Linked DNA regions of Mus musculus: region 1 is linked to region 2. Evidence: chromatin contacts called from public Hi-C data. All regions are on one chromosome and are shown on one strand. Each heading gives the region's core, a stretch centred on a gene start, on an enhancer-like site or on the middle of the called end of the contact. The rest is flanking DNA. Distances are from core to core; before and after follow the strand shown. Region 1 holds the start of Fgfr2 (fibroblast growth factor receptor 2). Region 2 overlaps Fgfr2 (fibroblast growth factor receptor 2).

Region 1 (6,722 bases), core at 3,907-6,406, 55 kb before region 2:
CCTCCTGGAGGAGGAGGCAGTAAACAAGGGCCTGGCCCACAATTCAGCGCAGCGTTACGTAGCAAAAGCCTCTCGCATCTGTGTTTTGTTCACCATGGTAGCACTAGCCACACATGCTAGTGCTACTAAACTGGAGCACAGGGCTCCAGGTGGGGACGGATGTTGCAGGTGGGAACTAAAGGAGGAATTGCATATGATAATTTGTTTAAATGCTGGTTACAAGCACATGCATAACTTCTCTGCAGTCTGCTGAAGGGGTGTGGGGTGGACTGCTGTAGAGGAGGTTGTTCCAATGTGCTGGGGGTGAGAAGGATGATGGTGGTGGTGGTGATGGTGATGATGATCGTGGAAGGTCCTGGAGGCTTGCAGGCCGGGAATGACATGCCATACATTGCTCCTAACCATCGATGGGCCGGGATTGGAGGTGTTTTTCTGGGAGAGGCTTATTTTGAGTAGAAGGGTCAAGAGCAGTGCTCGCAGACAGCTGTCTGTTCTTCCACACAGATGCCAAGTTCCTGTAATACATCATGCCCTTCAGTGACAGGTAAATGACAACCTCTCAGTTTCTTCGGGCCTCAAGGTGTAAGGCAGCATGTTCAGAGACCTGCCAGCGATCATCATAAGCTTATCTTTTAGACTAGAGGAGCGGGGGTGGGGGCACCTTAATTATGCAAATAGTACGGAGCACAGCGCCATACGAATCCCAGCCCATTTGACAACCATGCATGTGGACTCAAGCCAAATAGGCTAAGGGACGAGGATAGAAGAAGAAAGTCACACCCGGGTGCCTGGACCTAATGTGATTTCTGTTGTCCCATGGTCCTTGTCAACCACCAAGGGACTTATGGCATCCTAACTGTGCATGCGGCTGCCTTAACTAAGTAGCGAGCCAACTGGTTCCCTTCTCAGATTCAGGTTAGCAGATGGCAGGAATTTGTCCTTGTCCATTGGGCACAAGGCAGAAGGGGGCAGTGTTGAGATGAGAGTCCGCACCATCTACCTATGGTGTTTCCTCTACATTTTAAAATTATGAACTTATTCAAATATCCAGCAAGGGTAGGAGAATGTGCAACCCTGTTGTGTGGACTCCAGCGAGAAGAGGTACATCAGTTTTGCTGGATCTTTGTGTTTATGCTGTTTCCCCCCTTGCAGGGTGCTCCACAGGGCCAAATATATCCTTATGTGTGCCTTCTACACAGCCCCATAAAGTCCTTCCAATATCCCCAGGGATTTAGAAACAGCAGGTACTGACAGGAACAGAGCTGCCTTAGTCCCCTCTGGAAACCATGTTCTGTGTAACCAAGGCTGTGCGAAGGCCGACCTCTTGGGTGTTTCTCATTGGGCCGTTCTGCTGGGGTGGGAGGGTGTTTTGGCAGTGGTGGCTCCAGAATATATTAATGGAGGCTCTTACTAATTCTTAGTAATAGCACAGTAATGATAGGGCAGCCACAAGCTCAATCCTTGATGGTCCTGCGAGATGGGAATGGTTGGTGATTATCATAGGACACACACATGGCTTCTCCCATGTGCCAACGTTTCTGGGAACCCCTGGGAGTAGCCTGGTGTTTGTCCTGTCCTCATCTGTTCATGCTTTTTGGAGTCTGTGTGACAGCTATGACATAGAGGAGCTCCTCTGCTACCTATGGAGCAAACAGATGACTCAAGGAACTGAAGTACCAGTTCACACTGCTCCAGCTCACACTGCTCCAGCTCACACTGCTCCAGTTCACACAGCTCCAGTTCACACATGCTAGGACCTAACAGAGAAGTGGGAGCTGCCACACGGCCTCCCACTATTGAAGAGTACAACCCCTCGGCATTAAAGGGAGATGCTCCTACTCGGAGGACATTACTCTTCGTACGCCAGAGTCTCATGGAGCCCAGCTCTCTACGTGAGGCTGTCCTTGAACCTCTGACTCTCTCGTCTCTACCTCCTGAGTGCTGGGATTACAGGTATTCACCACTATGTTTGGCCATGACCCTATAGTCCCTATATCTCCTATATTCCCAGGGAAGTAGGTTCATATATATTTTAGAATCCTGGATGACATTCAGTGTGAATATGGGGAGGGACACACACACACACACACACACACACACACACACACACACACGGCATTTCACTAGGGTATATGTGTATGTGTATATGAATATATATTTGAAATGCCACAAACTGATTGGGTTCCTTTCTCATCCTGGAGCACGTTGCCTGGCTGTGGACCATGAGCTTGAACTCAGCCGTGCCTAGGACCTTATAGAGATGTCATGTAAAGACAGAAAGCCTGGAGCCAGGCCCACACTGGCAGTCCTACACAGCCTTTGTTCAACCAGCTTTTCCACAGGGTGAAGGAGACACAACCCATTAAAACACAAATGTCTAAAATTAAACATCCGAATCTCAACAGAGAGCGACCCAGCGGCCCCTTTCCTCCTCTTCTCTCCCAGGGATGCGCTGACCGTTTGCTCCTCAGGATGGATAGGATGGCTGGTTTCTGCTGCCCTCAGTTCCCTTTCATTCCACTGACATATCATTCCTAGAGGGGTGGGGGAGGGGGCGTCATGAGGCCTTCTGGGGAAAGAGAAAAGGGCGACTACTCAAGACATTTTATAAAAGGGCGAAATTGGGAAGAAAGGAGGCCCCGTAGGGGGTGGAGGGTGGAGAATGTGGCCTTGTCTGGGGTTTCTTTCAGCTGAAACCTGCCGCCTAGCTGCCTTCAGTTCAAACTGTCACCTTGAGTTCTTGCTGGCTTTTCTGCCCTCACCCCCAAAACCTCAACAGATCGGGCCCTATTTACCTATTCACACTCGGCCGTGGAAACTCATTAATAGGCTTATTAGTAACAGCATTCACGGGAGGCCATTGACAAAAGGGGTTCCAGCCACTTGAAGAAGGGAGAGGGGCTAAAAATCCTGCAAAGAGATGATTTTCTCATTCAGACGCCTGGCTGGGAGGAAAGCTTTCCTGGACCACTGAGGTCACTTGAAGTCTAAATGATGCAAAATGAATTTTTTTATTTTTCAAAAATTCAAAGCATGCTTTAAAAAAATTTTTTTTAAACTTAAAATTTTCCTATTGTGGATTTGTGGCTTTCCTAACTTGGGGGAAAAAAAAAGGTGCTCTTTGGCAATCAGGGCCTTTGGACGGTGGCTACCTTTTCATCTTCATACAGAACAAATTCTGCACGCTGCCTCTGACGTTAGTTAAAGAAGGTGTTTTTGTTTTCAGCGGAAGGGCTTCCCTCCTATTCAGCATCTATAAAGCTAGAGATGAATGGGGTGGGGGAGACAGGGACAGCGGCTTCCTGGGCCATTAATTTATGTGAGAATGTGTTAACCTCATTTTCAATGGCTGGTGGGCCCACTGCAGTAGGGAAAGAGCTCTGTCCTGAGACACGGAGTTTCTCATCAGTGGGGATCATAAAGATAGAAGTGCCAGCCTGGAGCAGGACCATTCCCTTGTGACTTCAGGTTAGGGAATGAGCACACATTGACACTGAATGGCTCAGTGTCAACCTGGCTGAGGTGTTCCCACCCAGGCCACAGAACTCATTCAAAACACACCCCTTTCCACTAGACATAAACAGATCATTTCGTTTGGAAATCCGGCTGTTATTTTTGTTGTTGTTGAGTTTTCAAATTCTAATTTCATAAGTATTTGCCTGAGGCATTGAACATGGATTTGCTACCCCTTGCTTTTTAGTGATGTGCATATAAGTTTCCCAGGCTATGCTGTGAACAAAGATGATCTGATCATGTGGGGCCTGAGGAATCGTGTGTGTAAATGGCATAAGGTAGAGTATTAGGGATTCTGGTACGTCTCCTCTTTCAAACCTGTGTCCCAGGTGGACTTTACTGTCTGGCTTTGTTTGTCTTTAGGCACCAGAGAGAGTCTAAGGCTTTTCTGAACTTAGTGACCTATTTGAGCCAGGATCTTATATAGCCCAGGGCTGACACAAACTCAGCATGTACCTGAAACCATTTTCAAGCTCCCGAACTTCTCTTTATCCTGCGAGGTCTGGGACCTCAATAATTGACCCAATAATTAAGATTCAATTTATTTAGACAAAATGTAGCTGGCTTCAAACTTACTATGTAGACCAAGTTGGCCCCCAAACACAAGGCAATCCTCCTGCCTCACACTTCTGAGTGCTAGAGTTACAATTTATATGGCCTTGACTTTAAACACAACTGCTCAAGGGATGAAAGAGAGAAAGGGAGTGCGTACTGAAAGATAAATGATCTCAAGGTAGTCTAGTGGGAGAGACAAATGGGAGATGCCAATCATTACAGCCCGGCCTGACATTTAGTTAAAGAATCCTGCTTTGCAACAGAAGAGTGTAAGAGTCAGGGAGAGAATCCAATTTGCTCACGGTCAGATGACTTGGTTTTTGGTAGAGTGAGTGTGTTTTCTGTTTCTGATTCTTTGTTTCTTTCTCTGTTTCTTTCTTAGGTGGCATGGAGATCAGGCCTTGTACATGCAAGGCAAGCGTTCTACTACTAGGCTACATCTCCAACACCTCTCTAGACTCTTTCAAGTTTCTTCCCCCTCTCATTAATTAATTAATTAATTAATTTTCATTTTATTTGATTGGTATGGATGTTTGCCTGCATGTCTGTCTGCACATTGTGCATGCAGTATCTCTGAAGGCCAGAAGAGGGCGTCGGGACTCCTGGAACTGGACTTAGAGGTGATTGTGAGCAAGCCAAGTGGATGCTGGGAATTGAACCAATCTCTGGCAGTATTCTTAAACTACGGAGCCATTTCTCCAGCCCTACTTTCTTTTAAATATTTATTTCTATTTTTAAACTATATGCCTGTATCTTTGTGTTCACGAGTGCAGTTTCCTAAGGAGACCAGAGGCTTTGGATGACTCTGCAACTGGGGTTACAGGCCATTGTGAGGGACTGATATTTAGCCAGCAACTGGCTTTTGGCCTTTAAGAAGGCAGGAAGCACTCTGAACTGCTGATCCATCTCCAGCCCTCCTTTGGATTTCTTTATGTTAACCTACATTGATACTATTAAAGATGTTTTCTGTTGTAGATTGCCTTTTCCCATGGCAGCCACATTAAAGGGCTCATCCAGCAGCCGGTTGTGTTAACCTCTCCGATCTTCAGTTTTCTTGTCAGAATCTGGTTCTGTTACTCTGCAGGCAGATGTGCGGATAAGTACAATTACCTATTCACGTGTTCCCTTCCTAAAGGAGGGTTTCCCAAACACTCGTCCCCTGTCTATTGTTCAGAGGAACAAGACAACGCAACATCTCCCACGAACATCCGCTGCTTCCACCCTCAAAGCTTCATGACATGAAATGTCTGGCCCCAGTATGCTGCAGACCTATTCTAAGGTGTCTGAAGTTGCACAGCATTCTGTCATTTGTTTCCTAACTTGACATAAAACAACGTAACGCATCCACTGTGCACCAAAGCTGGCTAGGAACTGGGGCAGTGGCGTACAGAGGCCGTTCACCAACAGGGTTCCGAGAGGTCATCTGTGCACCCCTGCGGGCAGCGCGGCGGGGCCCCTCGCCTGCCTGGCGGGTGTCTCTTTGCGGCTGCTAGGCTTCGGGGGCAGCGCGGGGCTCGGGACTGCCCCAGCGCGAGGCGCTGATTGGCAGAGCGGGCGCCGCCGTCCAGGAAACGGCTCGGGTTTCAGCGGGGGGCGTGACCCGCCCGAGGAGGCTGCGGCGGCGGCGCGGGCGGCGAGGGGAGAGAGCCGGGAGAGGCGAGCGGCGGCGGCGGCAGGCGCGGAACGGGCGCACGGACGATCGAACGCGCGGCCGCCAGAGCTCCGGCGCGGGGGCTGCCTGTGTGTTCCTGGCCCGGCGTGGCGACTGCTCTCCGGGCTGGCGGGGGCCGGGCGTGAGCCCCCGGGCCTCAGCGTTCCTGAGCGCTGCGAGTGTTCACTACTCGCCAGCAAAGTTTGGAGTAGGCAACGCCAAGCTCCAGTCCTTTCTTCTGCTGCTGCCCAGATCCGAGAGCAGCTCCGGTGTCATGTCCTAGCTGTTCTGCGATCCCCGGCGCGCGTGAAGCCTCGGAACCTTGGCGCCGGCTGCTACCCAAGGAATCGTTCTCTTTTTGGAGTTTTCCTCCGAGATCATCGCCTGCTCCATCCCGATCCACTCTGGGCTCCGGCGCAGCACCGAGCGCAGAGGAGCGCTGCCATTCAAGGTAATCGTCGTGCCGAACGCCTCTGGGAGCTTCGCCAGCCGGGAAAGTGGGTGCCGTGGGAGGATGCGGGGGCGCAGGATCCCCGGGAGGAAGGCGCGGGTAAACCTATTTGGGGGCGCACCCTGTCAGTCTCTGACTGTATTGGTGATGGAGGAGTGGATGAATGCGGATGGCTGGCTTTGGGGGAGTTCTTTCAGCACCTCCATCCCAATGCTGACATCTGCCTCTGCCGCTGGCACCCCTTTCCTGTCAGACTCCGGCGGGCACAGTCCTGCCTACTGGGCGCGTTCCTTTGAGCTCAGAGCCGGCGCGCCGTGGGGCCGCCTGCCAGTGGCACAGCCCATAGGCGGTTCGGGAAGGGCATCTTTGGGGTGCCTGGTCCTTGGATTCTGGAAGCTCCAGCCTGGTACTACACAAACCCTTATGAGAGATCCTTTCTTGGGAAGAAACTGCTGGAGTGTGGTCAGGCAACATCCCCAAAGGGATGGAGATGCCGGGACGACACCTTTAGGGAGGCAGTGGCTCTGGTCCGGGATTCCGGTGCTGGCCATC
Region 2 (6,535 bases), core at 2,112-4,611:
CCGAGGCCCTGGCATGTTAGGAACAAATACAGCTTGGTGCAGCGATAAGAGTAGCCAGCCTAATGTCAGAAACATCTGGGCACCAGGAGAGCTGTCAGGCTCTCCTGAACCTGCAACATTGGAAAGAAGATGTTTGTCTCACTTGTTTGATGGCCGTGTTAGTGCCTTAAAACTGCTGTAACAAGTGTCCCCACATGGATTACTCTTTAATAACTTTTGGTAGTCTTAACTGGAAGAAGTGTGTCTGTGTGCGTTTGTGTGTGTGTGTGTGTGTGTGTTTGTGTGTGTGTGTGTGTGTGTTTATGTGTCTAGGAGTGTATGGATGTTAGAGGTCAACTTTGGTGCTAGTCCATAGGAGTCTTTCGCTCCTCCTCCTCCTCCTCCTCCTCCTCCTCCTCCTTTTCTTCACAAGGTCTATCACTGCGACCTTGAGCTGAGCAATTAGGCTAGTCTGACTGGTCAGTGTGTCTGTGCCATCTCAGCTCTGGGACTGCAAGCATACATCGTTCTGTTTGGCTGTTTTACATGGATTTGGGGGAACCCAACCCAGATTCTCATACTTGAAAAGCAGGTGTTTTCCTGATTGTGCCATCTCCTGAGCCCCACAAATCTTAATTAGGCAAACTGAGTGCCATCTGGGGACCAGTGGGTGAAGTTCTCTTTCCTGCTGACTTGGCATCTTTGGGTAATGCTGTCATCTTAGACTGGTTTGGTTGCTTGGCTTGCAGAGCATCACAGAGCCTCCTTACTCCTCCTTCCACCCCTCACCCCATCTCAAGGCTGAGGAGATCTGGGTCCAGCAGGAGTTGGTGATACGTACAAGGACTTGGAGAAGACGCTCCTGTAGGCCTCTCAGACCTGGTCCCCTTGCCTCTACTTCAGATGATTAGTTTCAGGCAAGGGGGAGATGGCTCAGTGGGTAAAGCACTTGCCAAGCAAATGGACTTGAGAACTAGAGGACAGGAGTTTGGATCCTTAGAACCCAGGCACATGCTGGGTCATTTCCAGCCCTGGAGGGCGGAGACAGGCTCCTGTGAGTAGGCTAGCTAGTGAGATTGGCTATGTCTGGGAGTTCCCTGTTAGAAAGACCCTGCCACAAAGAATATGGTAGAAAAATAAATCAAGGAAATTCCTGATATGAACCTCAGTCTGCCATAGGTATGTACACGCTTGGACACCCCCCCACACGCAAGGATACATACATGCATACATACATGCATATATATGAAGAAGTGAGGGTTAGTATCCTTCTTCACTCAGGTAGGCCCTTCAGCTCTGAATTATGAGCCTTTTTTCTTGCTAACCGCTATACTTCTGTGTTCCCAGAGACTATTAAATACTTACTGGTGACTCCTGATATTTGGTATGGTGGGGTGGGGTAGGGGGGCAGTGCAGTGGAGGTATGAACAACATGTCTGATCCCTTACTAGTTTAAATACACTCTCTGGAATCTCATCTCCCACCCCAGGTGTGGTATGCTTAGGGCTGCCATTTGTTGTCCTTCACTTCTGGCAGGGTGGAGGTGGCTCAGCCTTTACCACCAGTCCTGCCCTGGCTTGTCACTGGCAGGCCAGAAAGACACTGTTGGCTAGCCCTTGACACAAATCCTCCACGGCTCAGCTCTAGACATGATGCGACACAGCCTGGCAGCGTGTGCCGGGTACCTCAGGTGTGGATTTAAGAAGAATGAAGTCTTGCTTCTTCTAGGCACAGACTGTTCAGCCCTGCTGTGTGGCTGACCCCTGGCCTGGAGCCTCTGGCAGTCTCTAGTGAGAGGAAGAAATTGCACAAAGCATCGGTTTGCTACTTGGAAGATGGAATTACAGAGGCTTCTATGTGATCTCATAGCAGTGAGGAAGGGATTGGAGGAGCCTGGTTATCCAATGTGGGACCTGGAATAGTGTTCAAGTCCTTGATGCGATAGTAGGGGCCAGGACAGGGGTGTGGCTCAGTTGATAGAGAGCTTGCCTAGAATACATGATGAAGTCTGACCCCTCCCTCCACCCACCCCACATTGCATATAACCAAGTGTAGTATGGCATATCTGTAATCTTAGTCATTGTGGAAAGGATTAGAAGTCCATGGTTATCTTTGGCTACAGAGTCTGGGGCCAGCCTGGGCTATATGGCTATATGGATAAAAATAAAGATGCGGTGCTAGGATGTTTGGTATTGAATCATTTAGCCATTGAGTTCATTATAGAAACTTCCACTAGCAGGATCTCCTTGATTTCTGCTGAGAAAGATCTTATACAAGTCTTGGTTTCCATCTCATTGGCTTCTTAGAGCTTGATGTGACCGGAGTGGGGGTGGGGGGAATCTTGGGTACAGAATTTAAATGACTCAGAGGTTTTACCACTGAATGCTGATTTTCCTTCCATTCTTGCTTGTAAGCCTTGTGTTCCTCCGGCACCAGCCAGGCTTCAGCACGGGGACCCTCAGAGACCCTCCAGTGGTTTCCTGGGCTTCAGGCCTCACCTAGATCTCTCTGCGTTTCTGATCTGGCTGCCAGCAGACACTATCCCACTTCTGGTTGTAGCTTGACACCATGCTGGAGCTGTCTCTCTCTGCCAGCTCTGGACTTAGGAAACCTAGCCTCATCACTGTGGATGAGCTGAGGGTGAAGGTTGTACGCAGGTGAGAGTTCACAGAGGGAGCCTTTGCGAAAGAACTCAGAACCCTAGTCTCAGAGTAGCAGTGTGCAGGAAACACGTCCCCGATTGATCTGTAGCCAAGTCTACCTTCCAAAGGCCCACTCTTAGGGACTTACTTTTGGCAGCCAGGCCACAACCCCTAATGGCCCTTTCCAGCCCTCAAAATAGTGCCACCAGCTGAGATTCAAGCATTCAAAACCGGAACCTTTAGGGGCCATTCCTGATTCAAACCATGATGGGCGACAACCTGCTTTGCTTGTTGCACCCAGCCAAGAAAGAGTTGCTACGAGAACAGGGCTCTAAATCATGGCACCGGGCGATCTGCACGCTTATCCTGTGCTTCTTCACCAGTCTCCAGGCTGAGACACACACTCAGGCTAGTCCTCATTACAGGGGTGCTGAGGCTTAGTACTTTCTTGATGGGGATTTCAAAACTCCCTGGGGTCAAAGCCGGTTAATGAGATTTCATTACTCCAGAGAGGTTCTACATTCCTGCCTTACCACAGGGCTTCCAGGGGCAAAGACTGGTCGGCGATCAACTGCTTCAAAGGAGTTGCTTCCCGGGAAGAAGTTAGCCCTCATAGATAGCGGCTTATAGGCACCAATCTGGTAGGGATCTCTCAGTGCTTGGTTAATAGTCTATTTTTGCTCTGTTCCTGAGGACCTTCAGAAGCCCTTTGACCTACAGTTGAGGAAGGAAAGTTATTGATTCCCCTCAGTTCTGGCAAGAGTGCTGGTAAAGGTGACCAAAGAGGGCTAATGTTTGGTTGGCTGTCTGATCTTTGGCATGGAATCTGCAATAGGAGCTTAGGAGGATGTAGAGGTGTCCTGGTTAGGTTAATGCCCCACAGTTCTGTGCGAAGATGATCTTTTCCTGGGACTGTGCATAGAAAGTGCAGATGGGAGCAGGTAGATAGAAAGCTACTTAGCCGCAGGAAACCTGGGAGCAAGCTTAGCTTGAGGATGCGTTCGTGGATCGCAGCAACAGTGTGTGGTAATGGGCCCCTTGGGTTGAACATGGCTAATCTGCAAATCCAGTCTCCAAAAATGTCTTAATTCTCTGATTTATTGTATTGTCAGTCAAGGATTGTCCTGTTACAAGTTTCAGATTTTGGAGAACTCAGGATTTCAAGGTTTTAGAATTACAGATGGCCAACAAGTAAAACAGATGCACGCATAGCCTGACATCCAAGAAATGCTCTAACTTGAAGCACTTCTGGCCCCAAGCATTTTAGATAAAAAGCATTTACCCTGGAGCAGAGAAACTAGTTCATGTGTAATTTAGATTTGAGTTTAGGGCATCTTAACATATTTCAAATTCTGAAACAGAAAAACTAGAGTTTTTAAACACATGTGTTCATACATCTTGATTAGCATCTGCCTTTTTGAACTAAAGGGCCAGGTGAATTGAGTCTGATACCAGCTCTTCTTAGGAGTGAGTATGGCCGTGGCACCATCTCCTTCCCCTTGTAAGTGATCCATGTAAGTTTTTGCTCATAGACTCCCTTCCCCTCAGAGCACCCTGCTGTTGTGACTGAGTTCATCATCTTCCTGTTTGGTTTTTATGTCCACAGAGCAGGAGAAGGGAGAGTGAGGCCAGGGTGTGCTGCTAACATAGGAGATTTGATTTAGAAGGTTGTTTCACTAGTGTAGGTTTTACATAGCTGTGGGAGGAGGTGACCAAGGACATTGATGTTGTCACATGGGGATGGTGTTCTGTTCTTCTGTGAAGAAAGAGGAGGCAGTGAGGAAGTCCCTGTCCTGATTTGGAGGGAGAGGTTAGAACATCGTCTGTGTTGTGTTGTGTTGTGTTGTGTTGTGTTGTGAGGGTGAGCTCTGTCTTGTTGGTGCAGTGTTTGGGGTCTGGGTGATGGTTCTGAGCCTTTCTGCTACTTGAGTGCACCGTGAGCTACAAGTAGTCTTGAGCGTCTCCCATTTTGGCTCTAGGAAAACAAAGAGTCTATCCTTTAGCTTCTTGCGTTGTCTGTACCTGAGGGAGACATTTCTTGTTTGCTCAGATGTGCTGAGAGTTTTTCCTTCTGCTTGATCCACCCCAGGAGCAAACCCAGGCATCCGAGGGATTAGCATGAAGCTTTCCGGACTTCCTCCAAGGAAGGCTTTTTTAAATGGTGAAAGTTGATAATGAGAGCCAAGTTGTCCTGTGTCTACACATACCGGTCTATTTCAGTTCATCCTTGTGGCCCATATGCTGCTGACAGAGCCATAGTATGTCATCATATTTAGGCTGTGCATACCCTCTTTTTCCATTACAACATGACCATGACAAGCTTGGTGTACATCTCTTTATTGGGCACCTGTGTGAGTACTCTTCTAGGATGTATTTCTCAAAATAGGCTAGCTTGATCCTTTGAAACCCACATGGCATAAAATTTTGGCTTTGGGGGGGGGGGTTTCCCAGTGATTCCCATTTTGTTTCTTTGCAAATCCCACGAGTCTAATCTGGAATTCAGCCTTTCTGACAAGAGGATGTGTTTAATGCCTGAGCAATTTAAAAAGAACAAAACCTTGTCCAGCACATTTTTCCTGTGAGGGCAGCCCGGCACTGCACACACCAGCTAAAATCACACATTCCTTTAGGCTAGTGGGGTGCAGGGCTGTATGGTGTCCTGCCCAGTGGGGTGGATCTCAGCTGTGTTTACCTCTGCTCCTCAGGAGGGAGATTGTGGACATCTGACGTCTGAATTGACATCAGCATCCAAAGGCCAGTGTGGCGGGGACCTTGGGTAGACTTGGTATTGAAAGAACAACTGTCATTTAGTAAATGGAACAAGGTAGTACACTTCACTGAGAGGGTGGGTTTGTCACGATCCTAGGAGCAAATCACATGGATTCAACAATATTGTCACATTTCCTGTGTCTCCTTAAAACAAAACAAAACAAGCCCCCCACCCTCCCCACCCCCCCAAAAATCCAAAGCCATGGTTGGGCTGGAGGTGTAGCTCAGATGTAGCGTGCTTCCCTTGCATGCATGAAGCCCCAGGTTTCACCCCCAATACCACAGGAACTGAGTGTGCCAGTATACGCCTGTAATCCCAGGAGGAGGCAGAAGGATCAGAAATCTAATGGTCAGCCTTAAGGCCAGTTTGAAGCCAGCCTGGGCTACATAAAACTGGCCATTTTAAACTGTTTTTGAAGATCTAGTTTAGTGATATTTAACACACGCAAAACGTCACTCTCGTCTGTCTCCTGAATCTTGTTTACCTCCCAAGAGTCAAGTCCCCTGTAAAGAAAAGCAGAGGCCCTTTCGAATCAAAACATGACAGACGAGTTGACAGTGCCGTCGTACCCCTGAAGCCAGGGAGCTCGAGGGTGTCTTAAAACATTTGGGGTATAAATGACACCAAGCTCAGCTCCTATAATTTGCCTAAGAAGATCTAAATTGACAACCCAGCAGGTAGAAGGAGCTCAATTCCAAGCCAGTCATCCTCTGTGACATTCATTAGGGTATTTTGCCTTCACATGTTTGGGTCTTCCCAGGCCTGAGCCGGGCCAGCCCTTTGCTCTGTCTATCCACGCCAGTGAGCAAGCACAAAGGAATCAGTGCTGTTGTGCTTCGAGCATTCTGCATGGTGTACCCTTCATAAGTCATTTTGGGACTTCGGCACTGGAGGAGAGACACTCTTCTCTTCCTAAACAACCTTGCTCTTTAGACTCTGCAAAGGTGTGGGAGAGGGCCTGGGGTGGGGTTGGTTGGAGGCAGCCAGAGCCCCAGACAGATTCTGCAAGACTTTGCATAGGCAGGTGTTCCAACAGGAGGGATGGCTACCCGCTGCAACAGGACTGAAGATCAGAAGAGGGAAAGACAGTAAGCCAGGCACTGCTCAGTGGTTAAAAGTGCATGCTCTTCTTGCAGAGGACCCC

What was found. Hi-C and Micro-C count contacts between places; a contact is called where the count stands out from the background.
Region 1: a contact with region 2 is called in a Hi-C map of liver, with 2.2 times the contacts expected there. The contact joins the promoter of Fgfr2 here to the enhancer-like site in region 2. A contact is called at or near these places in 25 of 484 Hi-C or Micro-C datasets (the AML12 cell line, brain, brown adipocytes and 12 more), 20 of 115 datasets of contacts at active chromatin or transcription factors (PVALB interneurons, VIP interneurons, astrocytes and 10 more) and 4 of 9 other capture datasets (adipose tissue, embryonic stem cells, liver and 1 more).

What each region holds. Positions count from the first base shown.
Region 1 is chr7:130,265,242-130,271,963 of GRCm38.p6, reverse strand. Fgfr2 (fibroblast growth factor receptor 2) reads left to right here and starts at 5,156. Exons shown (of 18, transcript NM_010207.2): 1 at 5,156-6,170. RefSeq lists a promoter at 5,598-5,823.
Region 2 is chr7:130,208,452-130,214,986 of GRCm38.p6, reverse strand. The region is part of intron 6 of Fgfr2 (fibroblast growth factor receptor 2); the gene reads left to right. Among named protein-coding and RNA genes, the nearest start is that of Fgfr2, 55 kb to the left of the region's middle. Within about 2 kb of position 3,361, at least 7 of the 459 cell types and tissues checked have an H3K27ac peak or open chromatin away from gene starts, as enhancers often do. A contact at or near this core is called in PVALB interneurons and liver, where this site is marked.